2 separate regions of the Macaca mulatta genome follow, and region 1 is linked to region 2. A link is a contact called in public Hi-C data. All regions are on one chromosome and are shown on one strand. Each heading gives the region's core, a stretch centred on a gene start, on an enhancer-like site or on the middle of the called end of the contact. The rest is flanking DNA. Distances are from core to core; before and after follow the strand shown.

Region 1 (2,790 bases), core at 175-2,674, 47 kb before region 2:
AGAGAAAAATCAACATACATACATATCACTGATCTGGGGGACACAATCCCAAGCCTCCCACAGCAAATGAAAGGACACGCTCTGAACGTCTTGCAAAAATAAAAACATGCAAACGCCGTATATGACACATCTTGTTCGCCTTTATTGAAAAACGTTTTTCCCAAGAAACAAACATCCTGTGATATTGATGCACCGGGTAGATGAACTTCGCAGAATACGCACAAGCGGCACAGCTTAGTGTGAGGCTAAATGGGGACACTGCAGTATTTCCAAAGCCAGCTGTGCATCAGAATCATCTCGGAGTTTGTGGAAAAAAAAAAAAAATTCAGACGCCTGTGCCTCACTGAGCATCTCAGGAGCCAGAAATACGGAGGGGAGGCACACAAGAATTTGTATTTTTAAAACGCACCCTAAGAGACAGGATGACTCATTTTTTCACACTATTTGAAAAAATTTAGCCATTTTTTGCGATTAAAACCATTTTTAATTCCCTATGTGACTTGAGTGCAGCAGGTCTGTGGCCGAAGTACCAGCCCTGGGGTTGGACAGACCCGGATTCGAGGCCCTTCTGCTTCCCGGCTTATAAACCGGAATCACTCGACCGTTATGTGTAGAGTCCAGCATTGTACGCTCCCAGTAAGACATAACTGCTCTTAAGATAACATTTTTATTTATCCTGTGGCTTCCCGACCCCCACGCATACCGCAGTTTGACAATTACCGCTACTCAAGGATAAACAACTGTATCTGCGCAACCAGAGGAACCCACCAGAAGCCAGAGTCCGAATCCGGGATTGGAGGCAGGTGGGGCGGAACCATCTCCGCAATATACCAATCAGAATTCTCCGGCCCAGTAGGGAGGAGTCAAAGGGCGAACAAAGTGCGCAGCCGCGAGGGCGAAAAGCGGCAAACCCCAGCGCGCGCGCGCGCGCACCTTCCCCTCCCCCACCTCAGCGAGGGTGGGCTGTTTGGCGCGCGCGCGCGCCGGCCCATCTCCCGGGCTCCGCCCCCCGCCCCGCCGCGCGCTCCCGCCCCCGGGCTGAGGCGACTCAGAGTCGGAGCCCGACACAAAGGCGGTGGCGGCGGCAGCAGCGGAGGGGCCCTAGAGGCCGCTCCGCTCGGGCTCTTTGGGCCCACCTCCCTCACTTCGGCCACCGGCGCGGCTGCCCACCCGCGGGTCTAAGATGGCGGCGGCAACAGAGATGGGGCAAGAGGCAGCCCCGAGCAGAAAGCGCCGGAGGGGCCGCCGCCGCCCAGCTTCGGATCCCCAGACCCTGGCGCGGCTCGCTTCGGGACCATGGCTTCCTGGGACTCTTACCTGCCCGGAGCGGACTCGAGGGGACGCGGCTACACGTTCTGCTCGACCGCCCGTTTTGCCGCCTCCGCCTCGCCCTCCCCAGCGCCGCTGCCGCCATCTTGTGTCCCGGGCCGGGACTCCGCACTGCGCATGCGCTGGTACCGCCTCTGAGGGACCTCGCCACGGCCGTGCCGCCATCTTGAGTGTGGCAGGATCGGCTGGCTCCTCGCACCCAGCTTGCTTTCGGCCCCCTCCCCTTCTTCCCATCCGTCCCTGCTGTGCCTTGTGGCGCTGAGGAGGGGGAGAGAGCTTTGTAGGCCTGCGGGTGGACTGAGGAAGGAATGAATTCACTGGCACGCCCTCGCCTCAGTTTACCCCGCGAGCTCACACGCAGGGGCCGGATGTGGGCGGTGGGCGGTGCGCGGCGGGGTCTTACTGAGCTTGCGCACTAGGGGGCGTGGGGGCTGTCTTAGAACCAGCTGGGGTCTCGGGCTGGGCTGCCGGCCTAGGGGAGGAGTCCTGGTGACGCAGGCTCTGGACGTAGCGGGGACCTGGGTCCCGGCACCCGCGCGGCTCTGCCGCTTCCGGCCAGTCTCCTTCCCTCTCTGGGCCTCTGTGCTGCCTGCTGACGGAATGTTGTGCAGCCCTGCCCCATGCCTGGGCTACATACACATGGAACTCAGGCTGCAAATGCTCTTGAGTAGAAGCAACTTAAACCAGCCTTGGGGGGCAAGTAATAGAGATGGCTTTGGGCAAAGTTGGGAAATCAACTAAATGCATCGTAGGGCCTTTCCAGCATTGACATCTGTGGCCATTAGTTGCAGTTCAAAACCTCACCGAGCCCTCAAACCGGCTACAGAGGGTAGCCTGGCAGGGAACTGGCAGTGTGAGGTGCTCCTCGTCCAGCTCCCTGCAGGATTCTTTTTGGTAGGGGCCTGCAGGCGTCAGAATAGTAGCTCCACCCATCTCCGGCCTCCCCAGTAAGCAGCCCTTCCAGTGCTAGCTTGAGGAGAGGACAAGCTTGCCACCTGCTGTCATACCGGCGCTTGTATGAAGCCAGGGGCTGGCTGTAGGTGCCCCGGCTGGGCAGCCTCTGGGATGTCCATGGTCCCGGCTGCACGCCAGCGTGGGGGCAGGCAGGGGGAGGCTCAACAAAAACGGAGACACTGGTATGAGTAGTAGAGAACAAGGGTTCAGATCCTCATCTGATTTCAATCCCTGCTCTTCCACCCAAAATGTGTGGCCTTGAAGGAGTTAACCAATTTAAATTTTAGTTTCCTCAGTGGAAAATAATAAATCCGCCTACCTCGTAAAGATTTGGTGAGAATTAACTCAGGTGATGCATGTGAAGTCCTCAGCACAATACCTGGCTCTTCCTAAGTGATGAATCAGTGTTAGACGTGATCGTCTCACAGTGGTGTGAGCATTGCTTTAAGTAGATTTGAGCCCTCCAGAAATAAGCAAGCTCTATATAGGAAAGGCAGTTCCTGCCCT
Region 2 (2,983 bases), core at 221-2,720:
TCCCCGGTCAGGAAAAGTTTGTTGTTCTTATACTCCGGAAAGAGGTGGAAGAAATCTTGAAGGGCCTCAAAATTGCTCTGGGCGACCTGGGGATGGGGGAGCAAGACAGAGGGAATCAGGAAGCTTTGGTATTTGAACTGGAAAGAACTTCAGAGATAATGACATCAACCCACCCTGTCTGTGTAAGAGGAAGTGACTGGCCACCATACCACAAGCATATGACAGAGCGAAAAGTGGACTCCAAGGCCATGCTCTCTCTCCCAGCATCATGCCATGGATGGAGGACTGGGGAGCCTGGGGCAGATGGGCAGGCACCAGACTCACCTCAGTGTCATTAGTTGCATAAAACTTGTCATCAGAGTAGGAGAAGCCCACCCCAGCTGGGGACTCCAGGTATAACACATTAGCAATCTAGAAGGGAGGGAAAAATTAGTCAACTGCCACTCCATCCAAGTGCCCAGACACCCCCACAGGACCCACAGCTCCAGCTATACCAGATTCCAAGAATAGGGGTTGTACTCCAGGGTGACACCATCTGGCTGGACCTGAGGAGGAAAGAGATGGCTGAGTAAGTCCCAAGGGCCAGCTGGGTGGAAGGAAAGGGCCACCGTGAGAGGCACTTTACATGTGGGCAAAACCCCTGAGAGGTACAAGCAGCAAAGCCAATGGCATAGAGGAAAATCCCAAGACTTAGAAGGAAGGAAACTTTCTGGTAAATCACAAAGTCCGTTTCTCCCTTTCCCCAGCCTTTTGCTTTAGGAACTGTGCTTTACCCCTGCTGTCCACTCACCAGGAAGGGGCCATGCTCTGTGAGGAGCCCATCTAGGGAGCTGCAGCCGGGACCCCCATTGAGCCAAAGCACCACAGGGCTGTTCTCGGGATCCTTCTGGGACTCCACAAACCTGGGAAGGGGTGTCAGGGCAGTGTTGGTGCAGTTGCAGGGGTCCTTTCCGGCCCTCCCGGCTCCCAGGCGTCCTCAGGGGTCTGCAGAACTACCCCCCACCCCTCATCCGTCATCTCTCCTCCCAGTCCCGCCCGGGAGGCAGGGCGGCAGACCAGTAGTGGAGGTGCTTGGAGCCGGAGCCTTTGAGGTAGCCGGAGTACTGGCGGAAGGACGGCTGCTTGGCCAGCCCGGGGAGGCGCTGGATCTCGTCCTGGTCCGGGGCTGCCTCGCCTCGGGGCGCCCAGGACACTAGCAGCAGCAGCAGGAACAGCAGCGGCGGCGCGGCTCGGATCATCTACGGGAGGCAGAAGAGGGGCTGTTGCCTCGCTCCTCAGCGCTTCCGTGAAGCAGCACCCGGGGAGGAGCTGGCGGCGCCTCCGCGAGGGAAGCCCCGGCCCCAGCGCCAGCTCCCACCCTCAAGCTTCCTCTACCGCGCACCGATCCCGGGCTCGGGGATCCCCTCCAGCCTCCGGTGCCAGCTCACCTCTGCTCCCCCGTGTCCTTGCTCTCCAGGAGGCGCCCGGGGACTGGAAGTCATGTGTACTCCGAGTCACGTGAACTCCGGCGCCACGTGACAGTCTTCCTCCCGCCCCTTCTTTGGTCCCTACCGGCCTGGGGGGCGGTGGCGGTCAATGCCAGGTCAAGGTCCGCGGGCCTCGCGGATCGTAGCCCGGGAGCACGCGATCAGATGATCCGGGTGTGGATGGCCAAGTTCTAGGAGGGATGGCTGAGCAAGCGGCGCTAGGACCCCCGGGCAGAGGCTCGGGGAAGGGAGGCAGGGGGGAAATGCCTTACAAGGTCCCCTTGCGGTCACCATCTGAGCCCGCCGCCCAAAATAGCCCCCGGCGCCCGCCAGCCTGCCTTATGGCGGAGAGATGGCTGCTGCCTCCGAGCCCGTGGATTCGGGTGCACTCTGGGGACCTGCGCGCCCGGAGCCCCCTCCCACCCGCTTCCATTGGGTGCACGGTGACAACATCCGCGTGGACCCCTCTGGGACGCGGGCCACACGCGTGGAGAGCTTCGCCCACGGCGTGTGCTTCAGCCGTGAGCCCCTGGCCCCGGGCCAAGTCTTCCTGGTCGAGATCGAAGAGAAAGAGCTGGGCTGGTGCGGACATCTGCGTCTCGGTCTGACGGCGCTGGACCCCGCCAGTCTGGCCCCCGTTCCCGAGTTTTCTCTGCCCGACCTAGTCAACCTGGGCCACACCTGGGTCTTCGCCATCACGCGCCACCACAACCGCGTGCCCCGGGAGGGCCGCCCGGAGGCCGAGGCAGCGGCCCCCAGCCGACCTCCAACCCTCCTGGTGGAACCATATCTGCGCATTGAGCAGTTTCGCATTCCCCGGGACCGCCTGGTGGGCCGCAGTCGGCCAGGGCTCTACAGCCATCTCTTGGACCAGCTCTATGAGCTGAACGTGCTGCCTCCGACGGCGCGCCGTAGCCGCCTGGGCGTCCTCTTCTGCCCGCGCCCCGATGGCACGGCCGACATGCACATCATCATCAACGGCGAGGACATGGGCCCCAGCGCCCGGGGGCTGCCAGCTGCGCAGCCCCTCTACGCGGTGGTGGACGTGTTTGCTTCCACCAAGAGCGTGCGCCTTGTCCAGCTCGAGTATGGCTGTAGGTATCCCTGGGCAGCGACCCCTCCTGGCGCAATGTGGGGACAGGAATCTGCTAGGGCTCGTAACCAGTGTGCTAGGCCTCCGTCTGTCCAGCACTAGTTTAAGAGTGGGAGAATCTAGCTTCAAATTACACCTCTGCTTGTGATCTTGCACAAGCCTCTACCTGGTTTTGGGCCTTGGTACCCATCTTGGCTGATGGATTAAGATGCCCTACAAGTTCGCTTTTAGTTTTGAGAATGTTTCCTGTATTCACCTAGGGCAGGGATTCTAAACTGATTTTAGATATTAGGGGCCTCTTTGAGAATTGTTTGCCCTTTTCTTAGAAACATGCTTGGTCGGCCGGGCGCGGTAGCTCAAGCCTGTAATCCCAGCACTTTGGGAGGCCGAGACGGGCGAATCACGAGTTCAGGAGATTGAGACC

The links. Hi-C and Micro-C count contacts between places; a contact is called where the count stands out from the background.
Region 1: a Hi-C map of liver shows a contact between it and region 2, with 4 times the contacts expected there. The contact joins the promoter of PCIF1 here to the promoter of CTSA in region 2. A contact is called at or near these places in 4 of 14 Hi-C or Micro-C datasets (CD4 T cells, blood, cortical neurons and 1 more).

What each region holds. Positions count from the first base shown.
Region 1 is chr10:98,730,669-98,733,458 of T2T-MMU8v2.0, reverse strand. PCIF1 (phosphorylated CTD interacting factor 1) reads right to left here and starts at 1,424. Exons shown (of 17, transcript XM_015148917.3): 1 at 1,318-1,424. It also overlaps a transcript of CD40 not described here.
Region 2 is chr10:98,683,974-98,686,956 of T2T-MMU8v2.0, reverse strand. CTSA (cathepsin A) reads right to left here and starts at 1,470. Exons shown (of 15, transcript NM_001434456.1): 1 at 1,428-1,470; 2 at 1,057-1,238; 3 at 791-902; 4 at 495-545; 5 at 325-411; 6 at 1-86. The coding sequence starts at 1,238. NEURL2 (neuralized E3 ubiquitin protein ligase 2) reads left to right here and starts at 1,523. Exons shown (of 2, transcript NM_001194339.3): 1 at 1,523-2,560. The coding sequence starts at 1,819.